Linked DNA regions of Callithrix jacchus: region 1 is linked to region 2. Evidence: chromatin contacts called from public Hi-C data. All regions are on one chromosome and are shown on one strand. Each heading gives the region's core, a stretch centred on a gene start, on an enhancer-like site or on the middle of the called end of the contact. The rest is flanking DNA. Distances are from core to core; before and after follow the strand shown. Region 1 overlaps TTC7A (tetratricopeptide repeat domain 7A). Region 2 has its middle 55 kb from the start of EPCAM.

Region 1 (4,084 bases), core at 88-2,587, 320 kb before region 2:
GGATGTTAATTTCCTCCAGGAGCCTTGCCCTATTGATTCAGCAGTTGATTCCCCCAGATGACTCCTGTCCCTTGCTCCGTGGCTGATGATAGAGTTCCTGATTGAGCTAGAACTGAAGGCACAGGCCTGAAAAGGCCATCAGGAATTGGGAGGCCCCAGTGTAAAGGGTAGGGGGCTGGGAGGCCCGCAGGCAGTAGGGGTGGAGAGCGTCTCTTCTCCTCAGCACCACTAGAGGGCAGCTGTGGACTCTGGTTGGAGCCTTGCCCCAGGCAGTTCGGCCTCCCAGCTGCCAGGAGGGGGCACCTTTCTGACATGGTTCTTGGGGAAGGGGGGGCAATGGTGGCTGGGCCCAGGGTCCTGATTATAGGGGAGCCTCCAGAAATGAGCTTGGTTCTCCTTTGCATGAAACAGCTCCAGGAGTGAGGCATGGGGACCTGGAAGGGGAGGCAGACAGTGCAATACCAAGGAAGCTGGTTGTCCCTGTCAATGGCTGTGACCGCACTAGGACGAGTAACTGGGCATCTCCCACGAACAAGAACGTGAGCTGACTCTGCTTCTTCACCCGGCGTGGGCAAGGGCCCATTTCTCTTCGGGTTATTTCCCTTCCTTCCGCCTAGGCCTGGTAGCACCCATTCTCTGCTCTGGGCCCAGAGTGAGCTTGGGCCATGCACATTGAACCAGTGGGCTGTATGTTTTGTGCTTGTTCTTTTAATTTTTTTTTTTTTAATTAGTAAAGCAACATGTGCTCACTGTACCAAAATCAAACAATAGAGAAGGGAGTGGATGTGTTTTCTAAGGGAGTTCCCCAGGGCTTGGCATATTGCTCAGTCCTGTGAAATCACTGTCCCTTTCTCTCTCTCTCTGTGTGTGTGTGTGTGTGTGTGTGTGTGTGTGTGTGTGTGTGTTTGCTCCACCTTTCTAGCTAGATGCTGAGTCGGAGAGGCAGCAGTGGCACCTTAGAAAACCCAGTCTGCAGTTTGGTGTGACCCCATGAGGGGTATGTTCCATGAGCAGTAATTTTGCCTTGTTCTAGCAGCCACCTGGTATATGCAGGGCTAGGGGAGGACAGGAGTCAGACTGTTCTCATAAATCTGGGGTTCTGGGGCCACAATCACCCAACAGTGAAGTCCATTCTGAGAGCCTCCTGGTGTTGTGTGTCATGCTTTGGGGACAGTGTGACCACTGAGGCCCATTCCAGCCTCTCTGAATGCACAGCCTTTTTCGACTCTTAGCACCCACCTCCTCACCCTTTCCCATTCCCATCCCCTGCCTCACTAGAAAGGAAAGCCTGGCACCTAGACATCCTCAGTGCCTCAGGAGGGAAATGTCACAGCCCTCTTCCGGGGCTGGGGGTGAAGTGGAGAGTTTTAGTGTTTGAAACATAATTTGGACATTTTGCGGAACTCTTTCTTTGCCTTAGTCAGTAAGGCAAGAGGAGTGAACAGTTTGATGACCATTTGAACTTCACCTGACCTTGTCCCCTGATTCACCCGTTCAGCTGTTGGGATCTGCCAACTGGGTATGCACTTCTGGGTCTTTGACTGGTAACCTTTCATACACAGTTAGCGGTGCTGGCCCCAGAATGGGCAGGCCCATATGCACTGTATCTGTTTAGGTTCCATTCACCCATCAGTTCCATGTAGTTTCTCATTCTCTATTTCATTTCAAACCCAGTCCTCCCCAAATATTTTTTGAATACTTACTGTATGCAAAATACTTGGCTAAGCTCTATTGTGAACAGAGCTGATGATCAGACACTTGGTATGCAGCTGGCACTTTATAAAGACTTAGTAAATGGAGTCCCAGGAGTTCTGGAGTTTACACGGCCAGAAGAAAATGTAACTATGCTGGGTCAAAAGACAGGTGTTGTCTTTCTCAGGGGTCTCGGGGTCAAAAGACAGGTGTTGTCTTTCTCAGGGGTCTCAGGGCTGAAAGACATGTATTGTCTTTCTTGGGGGCCTTAGGAGTTTCAGTGGAAAATCTGGACCCCTTTGTGCCTGCCATAAGCCTGCCTCTCCTCTTGAGTAAGTGATGGCCTGGAAAGTGAGGCATCTTCCAGGCTCTCTTTTTCCTGTTGGAACCTGGGGATTTATTTATTCGGCAATCATTTCTTGGGCACCTTCTGTGAGCCACACGTTGTGCTGGTACTGGGATAATGAAGCCTGCCTCCCTCGCTGACCTCATCGGAAGCTGCGCAGACTGAGTAACGCAAAGGAAGGGCTCTGCGAAATGTGCAGCTCTGCCTGCTGCCGCCTAGGGGACTGGGGAGCTTGCCAGCCCCTTGTACATCCCACCTAGAAGCCTCCCTAAGATGAGCCGTGTCCTTGACCCCTCATCACACCCACATCTATCTCTGTTCCTGGCCAACCAGGCTTTACTTGACTTGGAATAAATGGCTTCCTGGCTTCTCCCCACGCAGCCTGTTTTTGGGCCAGGGTTTGTTTGAGGCCCTGTTTGGATATTGTTAAAAGTGGGCAGCTTTGCTCAGAAAGGTCAGCATAAGAGACGAGAACAAAGAGATCTTTCAAGCTGGCCTCTGGCAGGGCCGCCAGGAATGGCTCAGAAAAGCCCCACCTCCACCTGGCACTGGCAGCTTCAGAGCTGGGACAGGATTGCTCAGGCTCGTGGCCATCTGCAGAACCCTGGAGAAGCCCTGTATGCCTTCTCATTTCTCGGAGGGGTAAGGTGAGGCAGAGGAGCATTCCCACTATCACTGGGGCATTGCCAGGTCAGTGTTAGCTGAGACCCCAGATCTCTCCCTCTGCAGCCCTGGCCACTGGGACCTCTGCATTGGTTTTTTTCTTGAAGGGCATTCAATAAAAATTGAGATTTATCCAAAACATGCCTGAGGGTGATTATTTGGTTTGCTAAAGAATTCCTGAGTGGGGCCCCCAGTGGCTCCGGCCAGATGTCGTGGCGCTTGCAGAGGCGAGGCCATGAGTTCAAGGCCAACCTGAGCAACCTTAGAAGCTCTCATTGATTGGCAAAAAAAAAAAAAAAAAAGAATTCCTGAGTGGTTTATATGCCCAAATCCCTTATAGATTTGAAAATAGTAAAAAGACACAACTTTTAGATACAGAATCTTAAGATGCATAAGATGCAGTGCTGATTCCTTAATTGCGCGTGTATTGTGTGTGTGTGTGTGTGTGTGTGTGCATGTGTGTTTGTGTTGGGGGGAGCCTGCATTTCTCCCAAGCTTCCAGGTAATACCAGTCTGCTGGTCCAAGAGTGTTGATGATATAAAGTCTAAAGGCTGAGCTCATTCAGCAATGCAGAGAGAGGACAGTCCTTGCAGTAGAGTGGGAAGAAGGGGCCACAGTCATTTTTGGCTCTGGCCTCCTGGTAGCAGCCTGGGTCAGGCTGCCAGGGAGGAGGCTGGCAGGTAGCCCACAGAGTGGAAAATCACCCACAGGTCTCAGGACCTACCGGCTTCCTCTGGGCCACACGGCCCTGGGCAGCCCTGGGGTCTAGCCCTCTTCAGCCTGCTGCTGTTGTGCCCAGCTCCCAGGGTTGTCACAGACTGACATCCCAGAATCAGTAATTTCTTTTCTCTCCAAGGAGTTCATGAGGTCTGTCCTTTTACTCAATTTACTGCAGTCTGTCTTTTTCTTCTCTTCTGGTGGTGGCTGGTGCCAGGCTGTCCCCTTAGCTGGCCTGGCCTATGGCCTGCTCTCTAGCTTTGGGTTATTTCCTGAAACAGAGGCCTCAGTGGAACTGAAGAAGTTTCTTGTGGGGGGCCCAAGCCTATCTTTGAGCTTGGTTAGTCTACCAGGAATCCTGTTCTTCTGTCCTCTGTGGGGCAGGGGGCCGGTAGGAGGAAGGTGGTCACAAAGCTGGAGGGTCTCTGCACGCACTTGTGTCCTCTCCGGTACTCATTAGCTCCCAGACTTACATGCTTTAATGTAAATCATGATCTTCAAGACCCAAATGAGAAGGAGAAAGGAAAAGAATATTTAATGAGCCTCTACCACATGCCTGGCTGTGCTTGGGGCTTTATGTATGTCATCTTCCTAAAGCACTATGAGGAAATGAGAAGACATTGGGACTTAAGGAGGCTGCCTCACTTTCCCAAGATTACAGACTT
Region 2 (4,028 bases), core at 349-2,848:
GCCCAGAAGTATCCATCTTTCAGCAGCCTTTGCTCAGGAGTTCCCTGCCTGGCTGGCTATCCCTGGGCATCCCCAGCTGTACCCATCTGCCCACCAGCCTTCTGCAGTTGCATTATCCTTACTGGCTGCAACAGCAATATATTTGCCTGTAGCCCTATGGGGGCTACTACAGAACACGAACAGAGCCCTGGGTGGCAAGGCTGCTAACACAAGAGTGCTACAATTTTTTTTTTTTGAGACAGAGTCTCACTGTGTTGCCCAGGCTGAAGTGCAGCGGTACAATCTCAGCACACTACAACCTCCGCCTTCTGGGTTCTGGTGATTCTCGTGCCTCAGCCTCCCAAGTAGCTGGGATTACAGGCATGCACTACCATGCCCAGCTAATTTTTGTATTTTTAGTAGAGATGGGGTTTCCCTATGCTGGTCAGGCTGGTCAGGCTGGTCTCAAACTCCTGACCTCAAGTGATCCACCCACCTCAGTGCTGAGATTACAGGCATTAGCCACCACACCCAGCCCCATCACTACAGTGTAAAGTAACCTTGGGCAAGTCCCTGGAGAGTCCCCATCTCTCATGGAAATAATAACAATTAGTTTTTCCTGTGGTTCTGAAGGAAATAAAGTATTATATACAAGACCATCCAGATAGTTTACATACCATATAACATGGAATATAATGTTACTGAGATAACTAAAGGCAATAATAATCTGTATATAACATGCTTGCAATGTTCAAAGAGTAGCTAATGATTTCACATTTGAGAACACACAGGGCAGACCCATCAATACCCAAGGAATACCTTAGTCACGGAATAGGAATAGGCAAATGCATATTGATCAGAAAATGTACCTGACATGCAAACCCAGAACAGGTTAAGTTTGATGTGGCAATGGATGGAGGAAAGCTGGAACCCTGAGGGTAAGACTGAGATTGGGCTGGAGTCAGGAGAGTCCGGGCTGAGGATAGAATTCCCACTTATTATGGGACCCAGTGGGACCCTTCCTAGAAGAGGCTGAGTTTCACAATCCTGGTGTATCTGATTTGGAGAGTTCTTAGAACCTGTGGAGAAACCCCACAGGCTTTGTCTAAGGACTATTTACAGCTCTTTGAAACTCCGAATAAGAAGACTAAAGTGAGAAGTCAGAGCAGAGAGCAGGCCAAGTCTACTTTGAATGCTCAAAACCAAGGGATGGGTCCTACTGCTTTCCACATCTGAGCATGGCCAGCCCAGCCAGCCCAGAGCCCTCAAAGTCAAGCCCTTCATTGGTCAGCCTCATGGCATCCTTAAACAGCCAGCTTCTGCAAAAGGAAGAAGAACGTCCTGTATTTCTTCTGGGCTCCTACAGGCTCTTTAAAACAATGCTGTTTCTGTTTCAGATGATGGTATCCTGAAATGACCTGTGCACTCCTGCAGCTTCTCATGTGCCCAGTCAATAACAAATTGACCAACTGACATTCTTAGAGACGCCACTGAAAACCCAGTGCTGGGTTGGACCTATGGGGAGACCCAGAGGTTCATAACCCTGTCTTTGCCCTCAAGGAGTTTAGTGTCCCGGGAATTAGGTGGTATTTGAGTCACTTTGGACTTCACCATGGGCACAGGAAAAAAGTCCAGGAAATGTCTTCCTCAGTGTCAGCCTGAGCAAAATAATGCCCCTGCTGACATTTCCCTGTGTCTGGAAATGTTTACATAGGGATTGCACTGTGCAGAGTGCTATACCACATGGATTTGCCTTTGTAGGTTGTACTATACTTGCACGTTTCCGAGGGCTGAGGAAGGGAAAGTGAAGAACATGGTGATGAGCCCCACTGTGGCCAGCGCTGTGCCAAAAGATCTTTAAAGGTGGTGGTTTTAGCCTTACAGCCACCTGGGTGGGCAGTATTGTCATTCTCACTCTGCAGTGGATAAATTGCAGCTCTAGATACTGAATGTTCTGGCTCAGGGGGCTGGGGCTGAGAGTGCACCCTCATGAGCTGATGGGGAAGAAGCCTGGCGGCAAGGTAGCTGGCAGCTTAGGAAGCACCTTGGCTGCTTGCTAAGCGGTGAGACTTTCTTCCAGAAGCTACAGGGGGCCCAGTACAGCAGTGAGAGAGCCATTTGATCAGATCTGCTGGAAAGCTGTCTGGCAGCTGTGTGGGGGCTGCCTGGGTGGGGGAGTGGGAGGAAAGATTGCAGAATGAGATCAGAAAGAGGACTGTGGATGGACAAATCTGCTGTCCCTCCTCCACCTACCCCAAGCATACTGAATAATGGTCTCTGGAGTCAAAACAAGCATTTTATTTTATTTTTGAGACAGGGTCTCCATCTGTCATCCATGCTGGAGTGCAGTGGTGTGATCTCGGCTCACTATAACTTCCACCTCCTGGGTTCAAGCGATTCTCCTGCCTCAGCCTCCCAAGCAGATGGGACTACAGGCGCATAGCACCATACCTGGCTGATTTTTTGTATTTTTAGTAGAGATGGGGGTTTCACTATGTTGGCGGGGCTGGTTTTGAACTCCTAACCTCAAGTGATCTGCCTGCGTCAGCCTCTCAAAGTACTGGGATTATAGGCGTGAGCCACCATGCCTGGCCAAAGCAAGCATGTTAATAACCCATTTAAAAATTTTAGAACCAAATCAGTGGCCCCTGTATTAATTTTGACAATCAAAAGTTGGCTAAATTGAGCCAGCTGAGTGAGAGAAGGTTGTGCTGTGAGCACTATCCTGGCAGGTGGCTGCTGGGAGGACATGCTAGAAAAGTTTGGCCATCGTGACAGATGGAGAGCAGGGGAAGGCACTGATGGGGTTTAGGATTTAGGCAGACCTGAAATTGATTTCTGGCTTAGCCACTTACTAGTCATGAGACATTGCAAATATCATTTAATCTCTCTGATCTTCTTTACTTCATCTATAAAATAAGGGTCAGCTAGGTGCAATGACTCACACCTGTAATCTCAGCACTTTGGGAGGCTGAAGGGGGAGAATCACTTGAGCCCTGGAGTTTGAGACCAGCCTGGGCAACACAGTGAGACCCTGTCTCTACAAAATATACAAAAATTAGCCAGGTGTAGAGGTGTGCACCTGTAGTCCCAGTTATTTGGGAGGCTAAGGCAAGAGGATTACTTGAGCTCTGGAGGTCAAGGCTGCAGTGAGCCGTAGTCACTGTACTCCAGCCTGGGCAACAATGAGACCCCGTCTTTAAAACTACGATACCATACCATATGGGTCATTAACCTTCTCTTGCATGATTGCATGAGTACTATATTCAAAGTGGTTAACACACCACTGGTACTTGGGCTAGCACCACTAGGGGCTAGCTAATATCCTCATTCGGAGCTGGGAGCCACAGTGATGGGTCACACCTGCCCAGCCCCTTCCTGTGGAGCAACACTGCCCTTCAGTGGCTAAATGGGAATGACAGGTATGCCAGCTGCTCCTGCCCTACCCTGTATTCCACATCTCAGAAGAGTTGTAAGGGTCAGACTGCCACATACACTTTTCACAAAATTTGGAGCTACCTTGGCCAGCAGGTGACAGGTTTCACTGTCCCCAGGACAGGGGGACCTCAAGCCCAGTGGATTCTGAATCTTGGGCTGGGAAGAAAACACAACCTCAAGTAGCCTTGGAACAGCTCACTAGAGATGGCCATGACCTCCAACCCACTCCACCCTGGCCACAGGAATAGTGTGAATGAAAAGCAAATGCCAGTGGCACATCTGGCAGCTGTTGGCAAAACAGGAAGGAAGCCATTCCACAGACACTTAGTGGGCACCGTCCAGACCTCTGGTCCATGCTAGGCTGCAGATACGTGGCCAAGAAAAAGAAAGCTGACTATTGGCTGGGCACGGCAGCTCAAGCCTGTAATCCCAGCACTTTGGGAGGCCGAGGCGGGTGGATCACGAGGTCAAGAGATCGAGACCATCCTGGTCAACATGGTGAAACCTCATCTCTAGTAAAAATACAAAAAAAATTAGCTGGGCATGGTGGCGCGTGCCTGTAATCCCAGCTACTCAGGAGGCTGAGGCAGGAGAACCCAGGAGGCGGAGGT

What was found. A called contact is a pair of places that touch in the nucleus more often than the background predicts.
Region 1: a contact with region 2 is called in a Hi-C map of skeletal muscle, with 11 times the contacts expected there. The contact joins two enhancer-like sites. A contact is called at or near these places in 2 of 3 Hi-C or Micro-C datasets (induced pluripotent stem cells and skeletal muscle).

Annotation. Positions count from the first base shown.
Region 1 is chr14:67,749,459-67,753,542 of calJac240_pri, reverse strand. All of the region lies in intron 6 of TTC7A (tetratricopeptide repeat domain 7A), which reads left to right. The region is part of intron 1 of LOC118147336 (a long non-coding RNA gene); the gene reads right to left. Among named protein-coding and RNA genes, the nearest start is that of TTC7A, 54 kb to the left of the region's middle. Within about 2 kb of position 1,337, at least 5 of the 16 cell types and tissues checked have an H3K27ac peak or open chromatin away from gene starts, as enhancers often do.
Region 2 is chr14:67,432,486-67,436,513 of calJac240_pri, reverse strand. No RefSeq gene overlaps it. Among named protein-coding and RNA genes, the nearest start is that of EPCAM, 55 kb to the right of the region's middle. Within about 2 kb of position 1,598, at least 2 of the 16 cell types and tissues checked have an H3K27ac peak or open chromatin away from gene starts, as enhancers often do.